2 separate regions of the Mus musculus genome follow, and region 1 is linked to region 2. A link is a contact called in public Hi-C data. All regions are on one chromosome and are shown on one strand. The core of a region is the stretch at or near the end of the contact, and the rest is flanking DNA. Distances in the headings are between cores, read along the strand shown.

Region 1 (7,187 bases), core at 4,370-6,869, 470 kb after region 2:
AGATGCACCTTCCTTTAAAAGATAAAAATTGATGTATGACATCACATCAAAGTTCACTTAAATAACAATTAAACACTTTAAAGAGATCTCATAAAGCTCTCACATTCAGTTAGTTTCCCATTTGGCCAAGGCCTATAAGTTTAAAAAATAAAATTAAATAAATAAAATATTTAATAGGAGGCTAAGACAGGCAGACTACTGTGTGTCTGAGAACAGTTGGTGCTATATAGTGAGTTGTAGGCCATTCTGAGCAACATATGAGATCCAGTCTCAAAAAGTCCCACCCCTAAAAAATTTACCAGTGACACAGTCAGAGCTGCTGGTGATGGCAGTCCATCTTAACAAAATAGACCCTAAAACCATGAGGCAAAACAAACAAGCAAACAAAAGCCCTCCTTATCTTTTATATTATTTTAAAAGAAGGTATAGTAATGAAAATGAACGTTACCAGTGAACAACTACTAAAGGGAAGTAAAAATTTTAATAATTTGTTTAGTTGCTAAATAAAATAGTATTTTCAAAAATGGTACTACTTTTATAACTTTTGAAGTCAATTTTCAATGAAGGGCTGAGGATCAAGCTTAAGGCCATGTATACATTAGATACAACCTAGTCTATTTTAAAGTCAATCCTAACCTTTTTCCTACAAAAATGCCAAAATGGAGAAATGACACATAATCTCAAGTTAAAAAGATGTAATAACCCTGTGGTGGTTGTTTGAATGTGCTTGGCCCAGGGAGTGACACTATTAGGCAGCATGTCTTCTAGCTGCCCTTGGAACAAGAAGCAGAGCTCTCAGCTCCTCCAGTGCCATACCTGCCTGCCATGACAGTGAACTGAACCTCTGGGCCTGTAAGCCAGCCCCAATTAAATGTTGTCCTTTTTAAGAGTTACTGTGGTCACAGTGTCTCTTCACAGCAATGAAACCCTAACAAAGTTGGAAGTTGGTACCAGGAGTGGGTACTGCTCTGATAGGTCTGACCATGCTATACTTTGGAAGAATGTGGATTTGGGGACTCTGGATTTGGAAAGCAGTGGAAATCTTTAAGTGGGGCTTAAAGAGCTATTCTAGCAGGAATATAGAGGAATTTGTTGCTGATGGTGATTTGAACTGTGGAAGCCTGGCTACAAATGTTTCAGAGGAGAAGCATTTTATATGTGGCTGAGAGACTGTTTTTATGATATTTTGGTGAAGAATGTAGATTTTTCCCATTGTCCAGAGAGTCTGCCTGAGGCTAAGGTGGAGAGATTTAGATTAATTGCTTTGACAAGGGAAGTCTCAAATAAACCTGGTATGAATTCTGTTACATGGTTACTAAAGTTCACTTTTATGAAGAGCCTCTTGGTGAAAATGAGCAAGCTTCAAAAACAAAAGTATAAAACGTATGGTACATAGAATAAAGGAGCACTGTGCCATGAAGTAGAATGGAGCTGACTCCTATGTTCAAGGAGATAAACAGATTAAGAGTATGTTTGGTGACTTTTGGATAAGAAGTCACCCAGATAAGCTGGGTGTTTATGCATTTGCCATTGAACAAGGAATAAATATATCTAGGCTTTTTTTATTATCTGGTTATTGCTTTTATTTGGACTTTTAATCTGGAATAAGCTACAATCCAGAAATGGAAGACACAGGTTTTTGACCTGGATTTTGAGAAATAGTAGCTGTAAAAAGCTTAGATCCAGGCAAGGTATTAAAGCCTTTAATCCCAAGAGATAGAGGCAAACCTGTGTTCGAGGCCAGCCTGGTACAGACCAAGTTCTGATTAGAGAAAAGCTTAGGTCCAGGTGATAGTACACACATTTAATCCCAGCATTCAAATGACAAAGACATACAGATCTGTGACTTCAAGGTCAATCTACAGAGCAAGTTCCAGGACAGCCAAACCTAGACAGTGAAGAATTTGGGAAACAAAAGGCTGGTGATAATGTACTAGAACAAGGCAGGCCATGTTCCAGCTCCAACAAGCAGCAGAACTCTGGCAGTGTTGGCCAGGTACCACTGGGTTTAGAGTCCAAAATAGAAGGGAATACTGGGACAACTGATGTTGGTTAGCTGGAGCTATGAAATTAGTGGTGATTAATTTCCAGTCCATAGATAACTATGTAAAATAGCAATTTTATAATAAACATGAAAATCAGACCTGTTTCAAAATCTAGTACTGAAATGAAAAAGTATTTAGTTCTTGTCTTGGGCTGAAATAAAATATACGAGCATCAAACATAGGAGCCACACTAAAACACAAACAGAATGGAGACCAATGGAGGCAGGACTGGACTTTTGGTTCCCTTCTTGTGTTATTCAACTCCAATAGCTCACTGTTTGAAGTATTCTAACCCCATTTCATGTCAATCTTTTTAAAATCAAGGATACATGATGGAACTTACACATAACAATAAACAGATGATTCCCAAAGTTACTGCTATTTTATATCATGCAAACCACTCAGAATCAGAAACTCTGTGAACAAAGGAATATTTTTTGTGTATTTAGTAGAAATAAGAAATTAGGTAGCTTTCCAAACCTCTTCTATAAATTTCAATTCCTTAAGAGTTAATTATAGACATGTCTAGGAAAACTTTAAAACAAAAAATTAAACAAATAAACAACAACAACAACCAGTTAGATAGATGGCTTGGATCAAAATGTCCAAAATAATGGATACCTTTTCTCCCCCTTAGGCCTGTGTTATAAAAAATAAAAACAGACCTATATAAGCAATACTTAATACACCACTAACAAATAGAAAACCTAGCAAGGCAAAATTTGCAAAATTAGATGGAATTAGTTTAACCACAGAATTCAGATTTAAAAGAAACTAAACTAAAGAAAGAAGGTTTGACAAGGTTGAAACATAACACATTTTTATCATTTCTCTTGCCTGGAAACCTGAAGTTCTTAGAAAACATCACTGAAGAAAAGTTTATATCAGCAGGGCAGTGGTGGTGCACGCCTTTAATCCCAGCACCTGGGAGGCAGAGGCAGGCAGATTTCTGAGTTTGAGGCCACCCTGGTCTACAGAGTGAGTTCCAGGATAGCCAGGGCTACACAGAGAAACCCTGCCTCGAAAAAAAAAAAAAAAAAAAAAAGTTTATATCATTGCTACTATTTTTCTATACTGTAAGCTGTTAGTCAACTTAAATTTTAAGAAAAAAAAGTTGATCTTATTTAAATTCTTGCTTACTGTATACATACATGAGTACTATGCCTGATACACACTAGGCCTGGTTACCAATCTTAGGGATCTCCTTGTCATATAAACACTTGCTCAATAGAAAGCAGTAAAAACAAAATTCTCACTAGTCGGTAATTCAGGCTTGAACCCAACATAGACAGGAATCATTATTGAGTTATCCATAAAGCCCTTAGTAACTGAGATCCATAATAAATCCAATTCAGTACCAAAAATAGGACATCTCAGAGATGACATATATGCCAGTTGTTCTGGGATGATCAGTACACATTGTATAAAATGTCTCACTGGTACCTCACCAATATGTAATAACTACTGTAAATTAAAAATAAAAACACCTTTTAATAGAATTAAAGAAAGACATTGTGGGGGGTACAGATCCAAAGTAGAGAACTTATCTAGCTAGCACTGTCCTGCTCTAAGTATCATCAAAGGATGGATTTAAAATATTCTAAAAATAATTGGCAGAATAGTTATTTTCTCCTTCCCTAGAAAAAGGATGGAAAATGTATTCAGTCATCCTCATATTACCAATAATTAATAAGCTGTGCTTTAATGTGCATGTTAGCATAAAGCAGTGTAGTGTTAACATTTAATGAAAAAAGTCAAAATGCATTCAGTATTCTACTAATGATTCCTGGGGTACTATGTCAATATTTGGGTGGGAACATTCACAATTTCTTCAGCAGCCATGTAGTATAATGTTTAAGAGTGGATTACAGGAATTCAGATTTTAAAAATTTAAATAATCCTGTTTCAAAATTTTAAACTAACCATCTTTCCTATCAGTAATTAGCTGGTATTTAGGTTACAGAACTCTGGGTACCAGTATCTCATCTGTAAAGTAGATATTAGAAAATTAAGCTATCATAAGCGAATATCATTTACAACCAGCTCAGGTACTTATAGCTCAATCTAATTTGGAATAGACAATAATTGTACAGACCTCTAACCTCAGTTAAGCCCTAATATTAGGAATCACTGATATTAAAAAGGCCACTTCTACTTTGGAGGAATAATTTAAGCAGAATCAATAATTTGTCTATGAAGACAAGAAAAAAAGACAGTGAAGAATATAGTATATAGCTTTAAGAGCCAAATACTAAGAAACACGGGTTTTATTCCTCTTCTAACTTAGGAAAGCCAAAGTTCTAAGCTTTAAGTTTCTCCTTATACTTTTCTTTTTCCTTCTTTTTTACCATCTTATCATTTCTAGGGGGAGTAAGACACAAACTAGGACAGTTATAGGGTATACCTAAACCAAGAAAGCACACTGGAATTAACACATGAAGATGAGTAATTGAATACTATTAGAGGAAATGTAATTTTTATTCACCTGAAATAATATATCATGGTCTGTGAAAATGGATAAAGTCCGTATCCCTAAAATATATAGCATAAGCTCTAAAACTATATAGTTACTGTCTTTAGAATATCAGAGGGGAATTGTTAGTTATAGCCATAAAAACAAGTAACAAACATGCCTGCCGAGTGCTCTCCTGGGGGGGGTTGGGGGGGGTGCCCAAATGTCCAGGCACTTAGTTAAGTATACCAGAGAAGGATTTCAGAGTCTCTAATATGTAAGGGAAAAAAAAAAAAACTGTTTGATGGCATTTTACTAAACCATTTTCTAAAGTATTAAACATTATTAGAAGCAACAGACTCTAGCGCATCACTATACTTATTTAAACACACATCTGCAATCTATATAAGCATACTATTTTCTATATAAGAAGCAAAGTTCCAAGGTTGTCTCTACCTAAGGTTTTTAGTCAAAATGCAACCAATCCTGCAGAACTACTCACCAATCTTCAAGAAAATCTATTCATGTGTGTTCTATGTACTATATCATTTTTAATTCTGTGATACACATTATTTTACATGAAAAAAAATTAATATTGATAACAAGAAAGTGATTTAAAATTAAATTTACTACTTTCAAGAACACTAAAAACTGCACAGAGCAAAAAAGTAGGCAGTATCGCAACATGAAGTAAGTGCAGGCAGCTGACTTAGATAAGCTGGAGAAAACAGGGGAGGAAATCTAAGTTATAGACAATAGATAATGAAGGAGTTTTAACTAGACTAGCAAATCAGAACAATCAGACAAAAACTGTAAGAGCAGGAATGCACTGAAAGAGTTAAACTACACCAACTTACATGTAAAAGCTTTTATTACTTCTGCTCTAAAAAAGTCTCTAAGACACATGAAAGCCACCGTCCAACACAGAAATATTTAGAAAGCCTGTGCATAAGTTCAAATAAAGATTAAAAAACCATAACCTCCATTTCATCCTAATGCTTGTATTTGTTCTGAATAAATATGATGTGTCACATAAGAGGAAGATTTCTAAGCTTTCTCCTACCTCGGGTTTTTAGTCAAAATGAACGCAAACAATCACGTGGGACTCAGCCAAGCAGTGACGTTAAATTCTGCTCTGTCAGAGACAGCATCTGTCAAGCCCACATTTAAACTGCTGCCTGCCTGTGCAGCACGGAAGAACGGTGCATTTCACATTACAGACCAAAACCCCAGGAAAACAGCTCAAAAATCCTTCCTGCAGCTGCCAGGCAACCACGACGGAGAAAGGCAAAGCCTTTTTTTTTCCCCCAATGCAACTGAAACACTAAACCACAGCTCTGCTGCTTAACATTGCAGCTCAGCGCTATTACTAGAAATATGGATACTGAGAAGAGAATACAGCACTGCATTGTCCAGCCGGGAATACAGCAGATGTAAAGAGCTTCAATGCATCAACTGTCGGAAAGAGTCAACTGTGCACCAAATACAACAGACAGCTACAGCTCTTTTGTTTAGTGAAAGAGAGAAAATGAAAGAAAGGAAAAATCTCTGAAGACTATAAGATATAGACATATGAACAAGAAGGGTAACTTGAAGACACCCCGACAGATGGACACTTTGGATACTGTGAAAAGCAATCACAGGAGGCAGACTGTTGGGGGATGTGCGCATGTTCGATAGCATCGTTTTTTGCTGAAGTGATGGCGTGCCAAAAGTATTTTCAGTAGACATAATCCTCTCCATCTAATGGTCTGACCAAGAAAGAAAGGTATGTTGCTGTCTTGTGTATGATGTTCATTAAATGTGTTTTAATTTCCTAACCATACAGGCACTGATACACTTGATAAACAAGTTCATACAGTCCACTGCCCTTCAAACTATGAAAGGCTTTCTAAATACACGATTTTAAATTTGCCTTTTCTACTAGACAAGCTGTCGTTGCTTTATTCAATTAAATAACTGGGAGTAATTCTGCAGGATTGTAACATTACAAGGAAAACCAAATAGTAACTAGATTTACTGAAAAGAATGTCTGAGAAATTAAACTAAAAAGAAAAAAAAAAAGAGCTCTCTAGCCTTTTTTTTAAAAAAACAGCAATTCTCTAGCAAATTAGGTCAAATTGATTCCTTATCTAATAAATTAAAGCACCTTCTTTAAAATGGTTATCAAGAGACAGTGGGGTAAAATTATATTAAATAGCATAAATATGATCTTATTATCTTGAGGTATTTTTAGAAAATCTCTTCAAAACAAAATCTTAGTTCATAGTAATATATTCTCTGTAATATCTATCTCTTCAGAGAGAGATAGAAACAATTCAGGAGTACATCAGCAAATTTTAAGTGTTACTGAGCTACAAGGAGATACTACAAGTTACAACATTAGCCATCAGATTAAAACGCTAGTGAGTTTATGCAAAGCATAACACCACCACAGTAGTCAGTCACATGTTATTACAGTATCAATGAATACAACTTTAACAAAGAGAGATCAATAGTTGCTCTAAATAGATTGGTGAAACAGGGAGTTTTTAAGTAACAGAGTGATTCTAAATAATCAAGTGTAAGACTGTTCCTGGAGTTAATTATAAAAGTGAAATTAAAAAACTAACATACTTGCAAACTTTATATGCCCCAGTACAGGGGAATACCAGGGCCAAAAAGGGGGAGTGGGTGGGCAGGGGAGTGGG
Region 2 (7,079 bases), core at 4,503-7,002:
AATGGATGGACCTGGAGGGCATCATCCTGAGTGAGGTAACACATTCACAAAGGAACTCACACAATATGTACTCACTGATAAGTGGATATTAGCCCAAAACCTAAGATACCCAAGATATAAGATACAATTTCCTAAACACATGAAACTCAAGAAAAATGAAGACTGAAGTGTGAACACTATGCCCCTCCTTAGACGTGGGAACAAAACACCCTTGGAAGGAATTACAGAGACAAAGTTTGGAGCTGAGATAAAAGGATGGACCATGTAGACACTAGCATATCCGGGGATCCATCCCATAATCAGCTTCCAAATGCTGACACCATTGCATACACTAGCAAGATTATGCTGAAAGGACCCTGATATAGCTGTCTCTTGTCAGAGTATGCCTGGGCCTAGCAAACATAGAAGTGGATGCTCACAGTCGGCTATTGGATGGATCACATGGCCCCCAATGAAGGAGCTAGAGAAAGTACCAAAGAAGCTAAAGGGATCTGCAACCCTATAGGTGGAACAACATTATGAACTAACCAGTACCCCGGAGCTCTTGACTCTAGCTGCATATGCATCAAAAGATGGCCTAGTCGGCCATCACTGGAAAGAGAGGCCCATTGGACACGCAAACTTTATATGCCCCAGTACAGGGGAACGCCAGGGCCATAAAAGGGGAGTGGGTGGGTAGGGGAGAGGGGGTGGGTGGCTATGGGGGACTTTTGGTATAGCATTGCAAATGTAAATGAGCGAAATACCTAATAAAAAATGGAAAAAAAATCACCCATGGAAGGAGTTACAGAGACAAAGTTTGGAGCTGAGACAAAAGGATGGACCATCTAGAGACTGCCATATCCAAGAAACCATTTTCAAAAGTGAAGTATTCCAAGTACAGTTTTCTGCTACTTCTGTGTAACAAAATACTATTCAGGTACTGATACTGCATCATCAGCTAAATATGGAGAAACACAAAGCAGATAAGCCACTGCCTGTGCCCAAGGGTTAGGAAAGTGAACTGCAAATCACTTAAAGGGGGTACTAAGATTCTTTGAAAATCAATTAAGATGATAGTTTCATAATTTTTTGAATAGACTAAAGGCAATGGAATTGTATATGTTAAATAAGTGAATTGTAGGATGCAACTATCTTAATCTGTTACACAGGAATATTTAATATGGAAAAGCATTAAACATTGTGAAACAGGTAAAATCATGCATTGTTTTGATAACAATTTTTGCAGAAATACAAATATACAATGGAAAAGAGTGACTATTGATAGACACCAAGGAACAAGAATGTATTATCACTTCCAACAGATCATGACAGATGCTGGGTTAACAATGCAGACTTACTGATCTCGAAGTCAGAGGTCCCCCAGTGGGCCCAAATGCACTGGGATCAGTAGAGCTACACCTTTTAGGGAGTGTTTTTTGGATGGTGTGTGTTCTCACTCCATCCAGACCCTCCCATACTTTCCATCTTCAAACCTAGTAGAATACATTAGCTTTTTCTCAATGGCATCATTCTGATGCAAGGTATTCCATCTCCTTCCACATGTGCAAATACTTCTGATTAGGTGCATCTGGATAATCCAGAAAACCTTTCTATTGTATGATCAAACTTTTACATATATTGCCTTCCTTACTCTCTGCCACATGAAGAAATGGTCCCAAGTTTTAGCACAAAGGACTTTTTCTGCTTACCTCTTTACCATAAATATTTATCAATAGACACTGGTCTTCTTAATACTTGAGCCTTTGCTGAGGGATAGAAATTATTTACATACCAAGGCTAAAAATGTTACTTAAATAGAAATGACCTTTTAAGAAGTCATAATAGAATTGTTGCAATATCAAGATAACCATCAGTTTCCATTTGTCTCAGGTTTTTTCCTTTACATGATGATTATAAAGAAAAACCAAGGTACATATTTACAAAGTGAGAGATGGTGACCTCATAGTTCAGTCAGCTGTTTAAAAGGATGTCTTTGTATCATGCTTGTGGACTGGAAGTACACTAGGTATGATAGCCGAACAATAAAAATAGGCCTCTGTTCGCACCCAATAAGTTTAAATGGAAAACACTAAGAATGACAGAATAGAGGATTTGCTTTCATTCCTGGACAGGGAAATTATTACATACAGAATAAGACCAATCAGAAATGGACTATTCTGGAAGGCCTACTGTTTTCAACCTGGCAGTATGTTAAGGGATGTGTTTTTCAAATATTGACTTTTAATAAAAAACATTCGATCATATGTACATTCTTGATATTCCTACTGGGATCCATCTAGGTAAGTCAAATCCGAGGACAAACTAACCTACAGCTGTACAGTCATAGAAATTTACCCCAAGCTTTATCATCTCACATGGACAGGCTAAGCTTTCTCTGACCTTACAAAGAGTAAGGTTGTCTATAGTTCCCACATACACTTATTTTTCTAAATATGCAATTTTCACTAGACTTATCTAAAGATTTCCTTTTGAAATGATCACAGAGGATTCTATTTAAAAAAAAAGACATTTTTCCAGCTTCTAACATCTATAAAATAGCATTGTGAAGCAAATCATTTTATAAACTATACTCCTTTTAAGATTCGTTACCAATTATCACTGGGAAGGTCCACAAACTGTATTATAAAGTTCTATGTGTAGAGAAAAATTGTCCTGTTTATATACAGATAAGAATTGACAAAGAGTAGCCAGCTCTTCTCAGTTTACCTAGGCTGATATTTGTACACATACAAATTGCACATACAAATAAGCTTAGTACAGTTGTTTAATATGCACATAGTATATACTAATACAATCAGGGTGATTCGAATTTCTCTTTTATCCTTTTTTGTGTCCGGTACCTTGGTTCTCCTTTATTGTAGATCTTTGAAATACATAAGTTCCTATACACTAGCTACCCCACTGTGTGGTGCCTATGCTTGAATCATTAAGCCCTATATCCAGTTAAAAACCTGTCCTCGACAAACCAAGATAGAGACTCACTGTGATTCTGTCCCTGAGCACTGTAGAATAAGGTAAGCAACCGCAACTCCCAGCAACGTGACAGGGAAGCACAGTCGACACTTCCTGATTCTTGGCATACGTGTCAATCTGGCCACACAGATGGGAATGAGAATCGCTGTCTCTGGTGTCCTGTGTTGTGGAGTATGACTTAGAAAAGAGAAGCTCAGCCAAAGGACCATCACGGCAGCTGGGAATAGATGAGAGAAGGGAGGGCTAGTGGGCTCCAGGCCATGGACGACATTCAAACCTACAGTCAGAACAAGCCAGCTTGCTAGGGAGCATAGTCATGGCTGCACCAGGCACTGGCTTCTTCTGTAATGCCTGCACCGCAGAAACCAACTGGAAACAGACATGCTCTATCGCCCAGAGGAGAACCAGGAACACTGCCCTGGTCTTCAACGCTGCCTCCGTGTGAAACAGTCTTTCTGTGTTTCTTCCCAGGAAGGATCATTTCCAGAAGCTAGAAGCAGCACTATTACCCAAGAAAGCTTCAGAATCGTCCAAATGGATGCCAAATATCATCATATCACACTAACCTTTAAAATCAAGTTATCTGCAGACAAAAGGACATTTTCCTCCAGTTGTCTAAGTTATACGGAGTTTAGTTTGTAGCCCTGCTAAACTTACACAGAAAAGAAAAGGAAACAGTCAGAATTATGGGACTGTGTATGAAAAAAAAAAAAAAAAAAAAAAACCAACGATGCCCAAAGTGAGGGACTATAGATCGCCGCAATCCCTAGCAAAGTTACCTGGTATTTTTAATCAATCATCAAACATTCAAATGCCTTATGGGTATTTATTTAGTACTGTACTAGATGCTTGCCTTAAAATAAACAAACAAACAAACAAATAAATAAAATCTTAAAGTTCTTCTCCTTAATTTGTTTTTATTTTACTTTGTTTTAATAAAATAAGGTCATCTCCAATCTCCTACACTCCCAGGTTCATTTCAGCCAGGCTTTTAGCCAGTGCATTGAAACCCAAGAGAAAATAAACATCCTACATTCTCCCATATCCACTTGGGCCTAACCTTGCTGGCTGCCTGAGAGACCTTTAATAGGTCAGACTCCCTAGAAATGGGGTGAATCTCTCTAAATCTAAAGGATTATGCTTTTCAAAGACTGGAATGAGGAAAATCCTCTTTTTCACAAAATCCTTCTAAAACACCATAAATCCAATAGTCTCTATTTTTGTTTGATCTACTACTGTCAAGCTGGTTTGTGTCACTTGCACAGGATGCATGCTTTCTCCAGGCATATTCTCCTGGAGACCCAAATGGCAAGGACACGTCCTCATCAAAACCCTAAAATAAATTTTAGTGCTTTGAACATATAGCAAGTTCAGGGCCAGAAACCTCTACCTCACAAAACCATGCCTTTCCCTCCTTCCCCAACCAGTTCTGCATCACATCAATACAACAACTACTGGAGGCAACCTAAATGTGAGTCTTTACGACACAAAGAACTAGGAGAATTCTTATCTGATTACTCTCTCTGGAGAAATAACAGTTACAGTCATACTCAGCAACAACAACTGATGTTGTTGTTAAGACATTCAAAAACTTGTGAAAAATCAAACAGCAACAAATTCTAAATTTTGACATTGAAAACAGACTCTCGGGGCAAAAGAGAACTTTTGCTGGATGACCCCTGTGTAGCCCTCACTATATTATAGGTTGTAATACAGGTAAGATATCCAGAAGATGTTCCAACTGGTAAGAAGGACACATGCTCCACTATGTTCATAGCAGCCTTATTTATAATAGCCAGAAGCTGGAAAGAACCCAGATGCCCCTCAACAGAGGAATGGATATAGAAAATGTGGTACATTTACACAATGGAGTACTACTCAGCTATTAAAAAGAATGAATTTATGAAATTCCTAGGCAAATGGATGGACCTGGAGGGCATCATCCTGAGTGAGGTAACCCAATCACAAAAGAACTCACATAATATGTACTCACTGATAAGTGGATATTAGCCCAGATACTTAGAATACCCAAGATAGAAGATACAATTTGCTAAACGCATGAAACTCAAGAAGAACGAAGACCAAAGTGTGAACACTTTGCCCCTTCTTAGAATTGGGAACAAAACACCCATGGAAGGAGTTACAGAGACAACGTTTGGAGCTGAGACAAAAGGATGGACCATCTAGAGACTGCCATATCCGGGGGTCCATCCCATAATCGGCCTCCAAACACTGACACCATTGCATACATTAGCAAGATTTTGTTGAAAGGACCCTGATATAGCTGTCTCTTGTGAGATTATGCCAGGGCCTAGCAAACACAGAAGTGGATACTCACAGTTAGCTATTGGATGGATCACAGGGCTCCCAATGGAGGAGCTAGAGAAAGTACCCAAGGAGCTAAAGGGATCTGCAACCCTATAGGTGGAACAACAATATGAACTAACCAGTAACCCCCCGGAGCTCGTGTCTCTAGCTGCTTATGTATCAGAAGATGGCCTAGTCGGCCATCAGTGGAAAGAGAGGCCCATTGGTCGTACAAACTTTATATGCCTCAGTATAGGGGAACGCCAGGGCCAAGAAGTGGGAGTGGGTGGGTAGGGGAGTGGGGTGGGAGGGTATGGGGGACTTTTGGGATAGCACTGGAAACGTAAATGAAGAAAATACCTAATTTAAAAAAAAAAAAAAGATAGGCAATGTTTGCATGGCCCAACAACTCTGTAAGCTCTGGCTTTGCCATGCTGTACCAGCTGGTTCAAAAACCTGGTGATGCTGGCAGATGGTCCAAAAACCCAGTGATGCAAGCAGATGCAGGCAGCAGGTCCAGCAAGGATTTGGAGCTAGGATGATGAAACAATGGCTAACAGTGTTAGTAGGTTCTGAGAATAACAAAGCTATGATTACACTATATTTGAAAGATTAAGAAAATGAGTTATTGTCTTTCCTTAACATTTTTTTTCTAAACAGAGGCGTTTTACATTATAATAGGAAATGAAACTGTGATTTGCAGTAAGTGAGTCATTAAGAAGAAGAGATGTAAGAAATATTCTTTAAATAAAAAGAATTTGTAGGTTCCTACAAAGTGTGTTAAGTGCAGAGATACAACTGACAAAAGGGTCTTCCTCGCTTCAATGGAGAGATTCAAAAGTGATTAATAACAAATTCATAAGAACAAGTCAAAATGTTAATTGATTAAATTTTGTGCAGTGCTCTTTCATTTAAAAAAAGAAATAAAAGAGTAAGAAGAGAAAGGAAAGAAAGAAGGAAGGGAGGGAGGAAAGGAGGGAGGGAAGAAGGAAGGAAGGAAGGAAGGAAGGAAGGAAGGAAGGAAGGAAGGAAGGAAGGAAGGAAGGAAGGAAGGAAGAGGGCAGAGGATGGATAGAGTGTTATAGAATACTCTCTCTGGTCTAAGGATGGCATAGCCGTGGCTCTCATGAGCTCACAGCATCTTTAATATTAAATATCTGCACAAGATGGGGACACCTTTTCATGAATGGGGAAGAACTGTTAAAGCCCCATACCTCCCCCTTAAGGATTTTTAGGCAGGTACAGTAATCTAGGGGGAGAGGAAAAAAAAAAGTTCCCCCTCCCAGAGGACCAAAAGGCAATTAGTAGTTGCTAAGGGGAAAAAAACCTTACTGAGTAGTGTGTAGACAATGATAAAGTAGCCATTTTGTAAACAAGTTCTCAGTCACACTACTGCAAGCAACCCTAACGAAACGCATCACGTCATGAAAACTGTCAAAAGCAGACTAATTAGGAAGAGACAGGAGATAAAGAGGAATGGAAAAGAAGATAAAGGAGAGTAATTGGGGGATGAATATAATCAAACTTCATTAAATAATTATCTGAACACAGCATAATGAAATCTAGTAAGTATATGTAATATATGCTAATAAAACAAAATAAAAGGCACAGTGCAAGGAAGCTATATAGACTTCATTACGGAAACATACCTTATACCACTCTGTAAATCAATACCACCCAGTATAGCTCTGCGGCTGCTACTTATACAATTATCCAAGCAGGTAGTTGAACAAAATCCCTAAGTCTTTTCTGCTACAAAGCACAGTATTAATCAAACCATTTCTGAGCTACTTTCC

Evidence for each region. A called contact is a pair of places that touch in the nucleus more often than the background predicts.
Region 1: a contact with region 2 is called in a Hi-C map of cerebellum, with 2.4 times the contacts expected there. The contact joins the promoter of B3galt2 here to the enhancer-like site in region 2. A contact is called at or near these places in 6 of 39 promoter capture datasets (the HPC-7 cell line, frontonasal cranial neural crest, hippocampal neurons and 2 more) and 3 of 484 Hi-C or Micro-C datasets (cerebellar granule neurons, cerebellum and cortical neurons).

Annotation. Positions count from the first base shown.
Region 1 is chr1:143,635,078-143,642,264 of GRCm38.p6, forward strand. It overlaps B3galt2 (UDP-Gal:betaGlcNAc beta 1,3-galactosyltransferase, polypeptide 2), which reads left to right and starts at 5,620. Exons shown (of 2, transcript NM_020025.4): 1 at 5,620-6,265. It overlaps Cdc73 (cell division cycle 73, Paf1/RNA polymerase II complex component), which reads right to left. Exons shown (of 17, transcript NM_145991.2): 11 at 1-12.
Region 2 is chr1:143,168,284-143,175,362 of GRCm38.p6, forward strand. No RefSeq gene overlaps it. Among named protein-coding and RNA genes, the nearest start is that of Gm35244, 170 kb to the right of the region's middle. Within about 2 kb of position 5,753, at least 6 of the 459 cell types and tissues checked have an H3K27ac peak or open chromatin away from gene starts, as enhancers often do. A contact at or near this core is called in cerebellum, where this site is marked.